Linked DNA regions of Mus musculus: region 1 is linked to region 2. Evidence: chromatin contacts called from public Micro-C data. All regions are on one chromosome and are shown on one strand. Each heading gives the region's core, a stretch centred on a gene start, on an enhancer-like site or on the middle of the called end of the contact. The rest is flanking DNA. Distances are from core to core; before and after follow the strand shown. Region 1 overlaps Ptprd (protein tyrosine phosphatase, receptor type, D). Region 2 overlaps Ptprd (protein tyrosine phosphatase, receptor type, D).

Region 1 (3,036 bases), core at 47-2,546, 420 kb after region 2:
CTGTTGCTTGAAATCAGGGATTGCATACTTTCATTATAAGAATTATTTTTAAACATCACTTATTAACTACAAAAATTAAGTGTAGTGACACTTCCCTTAATTCTAGCACTCAAGAGGTACAGGCGGGAGGCTCAAGAGGTCAACGCCATCCTCAGCTGCTGAGCCAGTTAAAAACCAGCCTGGGATACAGGAGAGCCTGTCTCAAACAACAACAAAGGTGCTACATAACTGTGGGGGAAAAAAATCTCAGCACATGTTACCCACACAAGGTGATAGTTTCTGAATATCAATACAAGCATTTTCTTGGGGTTTGTTAAAGGTCAAGCTGACTACAGAACCAAAAAGCAAAGGTAGTCAAAGGCACATAAGAAGCTGCAGCTCAAGCAAAGAAAGGATGCTGGACTGTGCAGACAGAAGAAGTCTAGAAAGAGGCTAGTACTTATTCCAGTACCACCAAGATAAACAGAGAAGATTCAAGAGAAAATAGTCTAAATTATGGACTTTAAAATCAAATGCTAAACTCAGTTTTTCTTCTAAACTTTTTTTTATTTGTTAAAAAAAATTTCATCAGTTTCAGGTTGCACCTGGAAAACAAAGTCATACTCACATATATTTAGGCCACCATTGCTTAAAAGTAGTAACTAAGCAAGCATATGAGATTTGTTAAATTTGCTACTCTCAATTTCTAAGTATTTTTTAAGTATTTTTATGTAAAGACGTTTATTACGAACCAAAATGTGGATACGTTCTCAGCACAAAGAAAATAGTGCTGCCCCATCCTTCCTAGAGGTTATGGTTAATAGATTAATTTATAGAAAAGTTTGTGGCTAAATAACCCAGTGTTTGCATTGTGAGAAACATTTTGGAAACTTGGACCCAAAGGACTTAAATGTTAAGACACAAAAAAGCTCATAAAAGAAGAAAAGCATTCTCCATGTGACTTTATGTACCATGTCTGATTTAAAACTTCAGGGTGCCCTGCTGTCAAGAAAACAAATAATTATCCAAAGCATCACACAAATATACCATCCTGAATTTTATTCTTTAGAAAACCATAATTAGTCAGAAATAGTTATCTGAAACATTATTCCACTCCCTACCCCAAAACAGTCCCTAATAAGCTCCTATAAAATAGGTTAAATGGAGAAAAAAAATAATCAACTTGCCCATCTGTTATTGATAATAAAATTATCAAGAGAGCAGTAAATGCAAATATTTTAGAAGCCATTCTAACGGACGAAAGTTCCCAGATAACCGTGCAGTAGGCTGGCTGCCAGCAAGCAGAGCAGGTATGCGCCACCCCCTTGGCAGAGCTCCACCTCTTTGAAGGGAGGCTGCTCTTTGGAGATTCCTGCTTGATTTATACTTCGCTTTATAAAAATGCTTTTGATTCCTAGTGGGTAGTATGAAAGTGCCAGGTTTTATTACTTTAAAATCATTTTTGGTACAGATCCTTCACCTAACCATATCCAGGACTGAGTCCAACTCTCGTCACTGCCTTGGAAACCCCACATAGCAGAGCTGGAAAGCAACAACAGCCAAAGGTCAACTGCCCAAACCCCTGTAGGGAAGAGTGTTTCTCAGTAGAATAAGGAAGAGACTCTTCAGAATGGGCAGAGAGACCCTACAGATGCTTATATTTTTCATAAATGTGTGCCAAAGAAACTGAACTTGCTTGCCATGTGTGAGATATATTTTTTAACTTTTGTTTTTTGTTCTGTTTTGTTCTTTTGTTTTTTTGTTTTGATTTTTGATTTTTTTTTGTTTTTTTGGTTTTCTTTTTTTTTTGTACACAAGAAAGAGGAGCTTAAGTGTGAAACAGATAGTTTAGTTGCTTACACTGCCTGACATAATTCTGGCCCTCATAATACCTTGAGCTCTCAATCTTGAGCTCAGTCCTAAACAGTTTTTCTTCCTCTGAAACTGTAACATAGAAATACTAATTAATGAGCATTTAATATACATAATATTAGTTTAGGGATTAGATGTAATACTGAAAGGAAGGAACCAAACAGAATGTCTAGCACCGCAGTAAGTACTCAGTACATTTTATCAACTACCACTAACAGCAACTACCACTAACATGACCACGAAAACACGGTGATCACTATCATTAGTGATCAATATCAACAATACTAATGGAAGTTTTCTCCAAAGAGGAATGCTGAATTCTTTCTCAAGAGTCCCAAGTTTTTTCAAGGGACTCAGCCTAGGGCATCCACATAACTTAGGCTGCCACTAAGCTATATCTCCTGTACCTCCAGCTTATCATCATAGGCATATATTTACAGTGGTTCTCAACCTCCCTAATTCTGTGACCGTTGAATACAGTTCCTCATGTTGTGGTGCCCCTCCCCATTACAAAATTATTTAATCACTGTAATTCTGCTACTATAATGAATGTTCATGTAAATATCCAATATATATGGTAATCTGATACGGGACCTTTATGGGGGTTGCAACCCAGAGACTGAGCACCTTTGGCTTATGATGAATTTATTCTTTACATTCATGATTTAAATTAAATACAACTCAAATTCAAATCCTTAGTTCCATTCAATCCAAAGAAAAAGACAGAGTAAGTGAGTTGGGCATTAGTTGGTTAGACAACACTTAGAAAGACTTCAATGATCACAAATTGATACAATAGACATAGAGGAAAGAGGGATTCTTGGAATCATATCTGAGAAGCAGAAAATCCCACGGCAGACACTCCCAAGATAGTTCAGGATCTGCTCTTGCTCAAAAACAGGTCACCTTGGGGCTCTGAGTGAGAAAGCTGGCAGGACATGCAAATTACAGTCAGCCTGCAGAGGACTGTGTCAGCTGTTGATGGGGAGTTTGCTCTTGATTGTATAGACAAGGGGAAAAGAAAATGCCACATTTCAGAAAAGAAGAGAGAGAAAACACTAAGACAACATGGAAAGCTATTTATGGGCTGCAGAACATCCAAGCACATGGTAAAGTCAGAAAGGGAAAGGAAGCCATACAATAAAGAAATTCCAGGAATAGAACTACAGAACTGGATAACAAGAA
Region 2 (2,903 bases), core at 381-2,880:
ATCTATGAAATAGCTACCTCAGGGAAGCTAAACATAAAATACCTATAAATGTATATGATTTTCATTCATTAAAAATTATAAAATATATTTAAATATTGTGAGCCTGACAGTGAGGGACTAGAAGAGGCTTCAGAATATCTTCTCATCCATTCTGTCAGCTATCAACTTTTCAAGATCAATTATTATGAATATCACTGAAAGTCATTCAATGGCTAAACTTGTCTCTAAAATTTGTACAAAGGGAACAAGGCCAAGAAAAGATAAATGATTAAAACACTTCTTTTCTGATCCAAAGGTGGACATATCCGAATAGTCATAAACTTCCTAGAAAATGTATATATGTCTGTTTAATCATCTTAATGTCATTGCAAAATGAATTCCTTTTACAAAATAAAAATTCCAATTATCATGTGAATAACTAAAAGCAAATGGCAATTTTATTCTGAAAAAAAATCTCACTTTACTTCAAACATATGTTTTTAAACATATTTAGATTAGTATAGTCTGATTTTATTGTACTGACTATGGCTAAGTCTAAATTGAAGATGCATGTTGAAAATACAGCAGGCTAGCAAACAAAATTCAAGGGAGCTAACCTTTCTTATAAATAGCGATATGGGCAAAGAAACGAATAAAGATGGTATGCTCTGAAAGATTCCCCTATTCCAAGATAGATATTAAAAACAAGCAGAACACCTTACTCAATAATTTTGAGAGTGGATAGAACATAAAAGAATCTGTATGATACTGGAAGTTTCTACATTTCTCTCTGCAGTCCTCTATTTCATCCAGCTGGGGAAATTTGGTTGAAATTGTAGCATACAATGCTATGGTTCTTAACCGCTCCCGCAGCCTACAGAACAGCAGCAATTCTGCCAGCGAAACACAATAAAGAACAAATGCTCGCCCCTAATCTCATTTTACATACACTCAAGTAACAGAACATGAGGGGAGAAAATGAATTTCTCTGAGACGGCTCCAAAAGCGTAGACGTCTGAAGAACGTATTTTTCTGTCTGTGGAATTAGCAAATACAGACATTGAATTACAGCTGTGAGACTTTTGTTCCCACTCTAACTGCACTGAACCTCTGAGCTTCCTGAATGTCGGGGAAAAAAACAAACCATCACCCCACACCAGTGAATATAAGAAATATAATAAACTAAGTCCAAGTCTAATTACATCAAAGTAAAACTCAGAGCTGCATTGTATTGGAAACCTAGCAAAATCTAGTTATTGTTGTAGTGCTAAAGCATGAGTGAAAAAAATGAAAAGAAAAACAAAATCATAAAGATGCCATTAGACACTGAATTCAGGGGTGGGATTGTGTGCATTATTTATCTTCGACTCCAGAGTCTTACAAAGTTCCTGGCACATCTGAAGAAGCCAGTCAATGGTAGCCACCGGAGATCAGCTGTGTTTAGCTTACAAAGCACAAAGGCCTCTAATAAAGCAGGCGGTAATGCTTTTACGATTATTTACAAAATACATAATAATTTTCAAATTGGTCTTTCTTCTTGTGTGTGATATGTGAAAAAAAAATGAGCAGCTGTATGCCCCAGAGTTGGTCTATGACTAACAACAATTTGAATCCTTGCTCTGTGGCACTGAAGGTAGTTGCTGTGGCAATTATTATGGAGCAAAGCCAGGAAGGCTGTAACTCTTTCAAAAGCAACTGATACGAAGGACAGATGAAGTCTTAGGGAAACACAGTGTTCTTTTCATCCAAATGTTTTAATAATAAAACCGGAGGGAGAATGAGACTGAAGTTGCTGGCCTGTGAAAGATAATGGTGAGGTTTTGGATCGAGCAAGAGACAATCTTCCTATCCAACAGCGGGGAGAGCAACTGGTTCAAGGGCAGCTTGGGGTACACAGTAATACCTTGTCTCAAAACAAACAAACAAACAAAGAAACAAACAAACAGGAATATATAAAATATGTCAAACAAATTCAGTATTTACTTACAACTTCATTGATTCATGTTCTTTCTCTCTTTCTTTCTTTCTTTCTTTCTTTCTTTCTTTCTTTCTTTCTCTCTCTCTCTCTCTCTCTCTCTCTCTCTCTTTCATTTGTTTGTTTGTTTGTTTGTTTTTCAAGACAGGGTTTCTCTGTATAGTCCTGGCTGTCTTGGAACTCACTCTGTAGACCAGGCTGGCCTCGAACTCAGAAATCCACCTGCCTCTGCCTCCCAAGTGCTGGGATTAAAGGCGTGCGCCACCACGCCCGGCCTATGTTCTTTCTACTAATAAAAATTCCCTACTTTGGGGCTAGAGAGCAGTATCAGTTGTTAAGAGTACTTATTCTTGTAGAGGATCTAGTTTTAGTTCTAGCACCTACAGTGTGACTCATAACCACCTACTGTGCAGTATTTAGTACCTTCTTCTGCCCTCTGCGGACACTTGCACTCTGGAGGTGCACATACTCATACATATAAAATATATTTAATAAATATTTTAGAATTAAAAAAATCACATGTTAAATCAGAATTTTTTGATGAAACACCAAATTACTCATTCAGTTTCCAATCTGGATTCCCATAAAAAAGGCAAGAGAAGTTAGCACAATTTTAAGATCTACTATAATACACTGTATTTTCCTCAGAAATATTTTCCTTTATCTAGAGTGTCTACTCAGAAAACATCATCTGTCACATGATAGAAAATATGAAAGTTAACTCAGCATCATCACTAAAAGGATCTGTAAAGGCATCCATCTAGCAAAATGCCAGGGACAGACTCGACTAAACGATCCCAGAATCCTCAACCACAACTCCACTTTGGAATCTATGTGCCCCTGCAATAAAACCCCTAGATGTGCAGGGTTTATTTATTTATTTATTTATTTATTCATTCATGCATTCATTTATTTATAAGGTTATTGCAGAATTTCTGAGCTGTGACAA

The links. A called contact is a pair of places that touch in the nucleus more often than the background predicts.
Region 1: a Micro-C map of granulosa cells shows a contact between it and region 2, with 3 times the contacts expected there. The contact joins two enhancer-like sites. A contact is called at or near these places in 8 of 484 Hi-C or Micro-C datasets (the C2C12 cell line, cardiomyocytes, granulosa cells and 2 more) and 5 of 115 datasets of contacts at active chromatin or transcription factors (embryonic basal ganglia, embryonic forebrain, embryonic midbrain and 2 more).

Annotation. Positions count from the first base shown.
Region 1 is chr4:76,439,690-76,442,725 of GRCm38.p6, forward strand. The region is part of intron 10 of Ptprd (protein tyrosine phosphatase, receptor type, D); the gene reads right to left. Among named protein-coding and RNA genes, the nearest start is that of Gm42303, 9.7 kb to the right of the region's middle. Within about 2 kb of position 1,297, at least 23 of the 459 cell types and tissues checked have an H3K27ac peak or open chromatin away from gene starts, as enhancers often do. A contact at or near this core is called in granulosa cells, where this site is marked.
Region 2 is chr4:76,023,006-76,025,908 of GRCm38.p6, forward strand. All of the region lies in intron 29 of Ptprd (protein tyrosine phosphatase, receptor type, D), which reads right to left. Among named protein-coding and RNA genes, the nearest start is that of Gm46893, 310 kb to the right of the region's middle. Within about 2 kb of position 1,631, at least 4 of the 459 cell types and tissues checked have an H3K27ac peak or open chromatin away from gene starts, as enhancers often do. A contact at or near this core is called in granulosa cells, where this site is marked.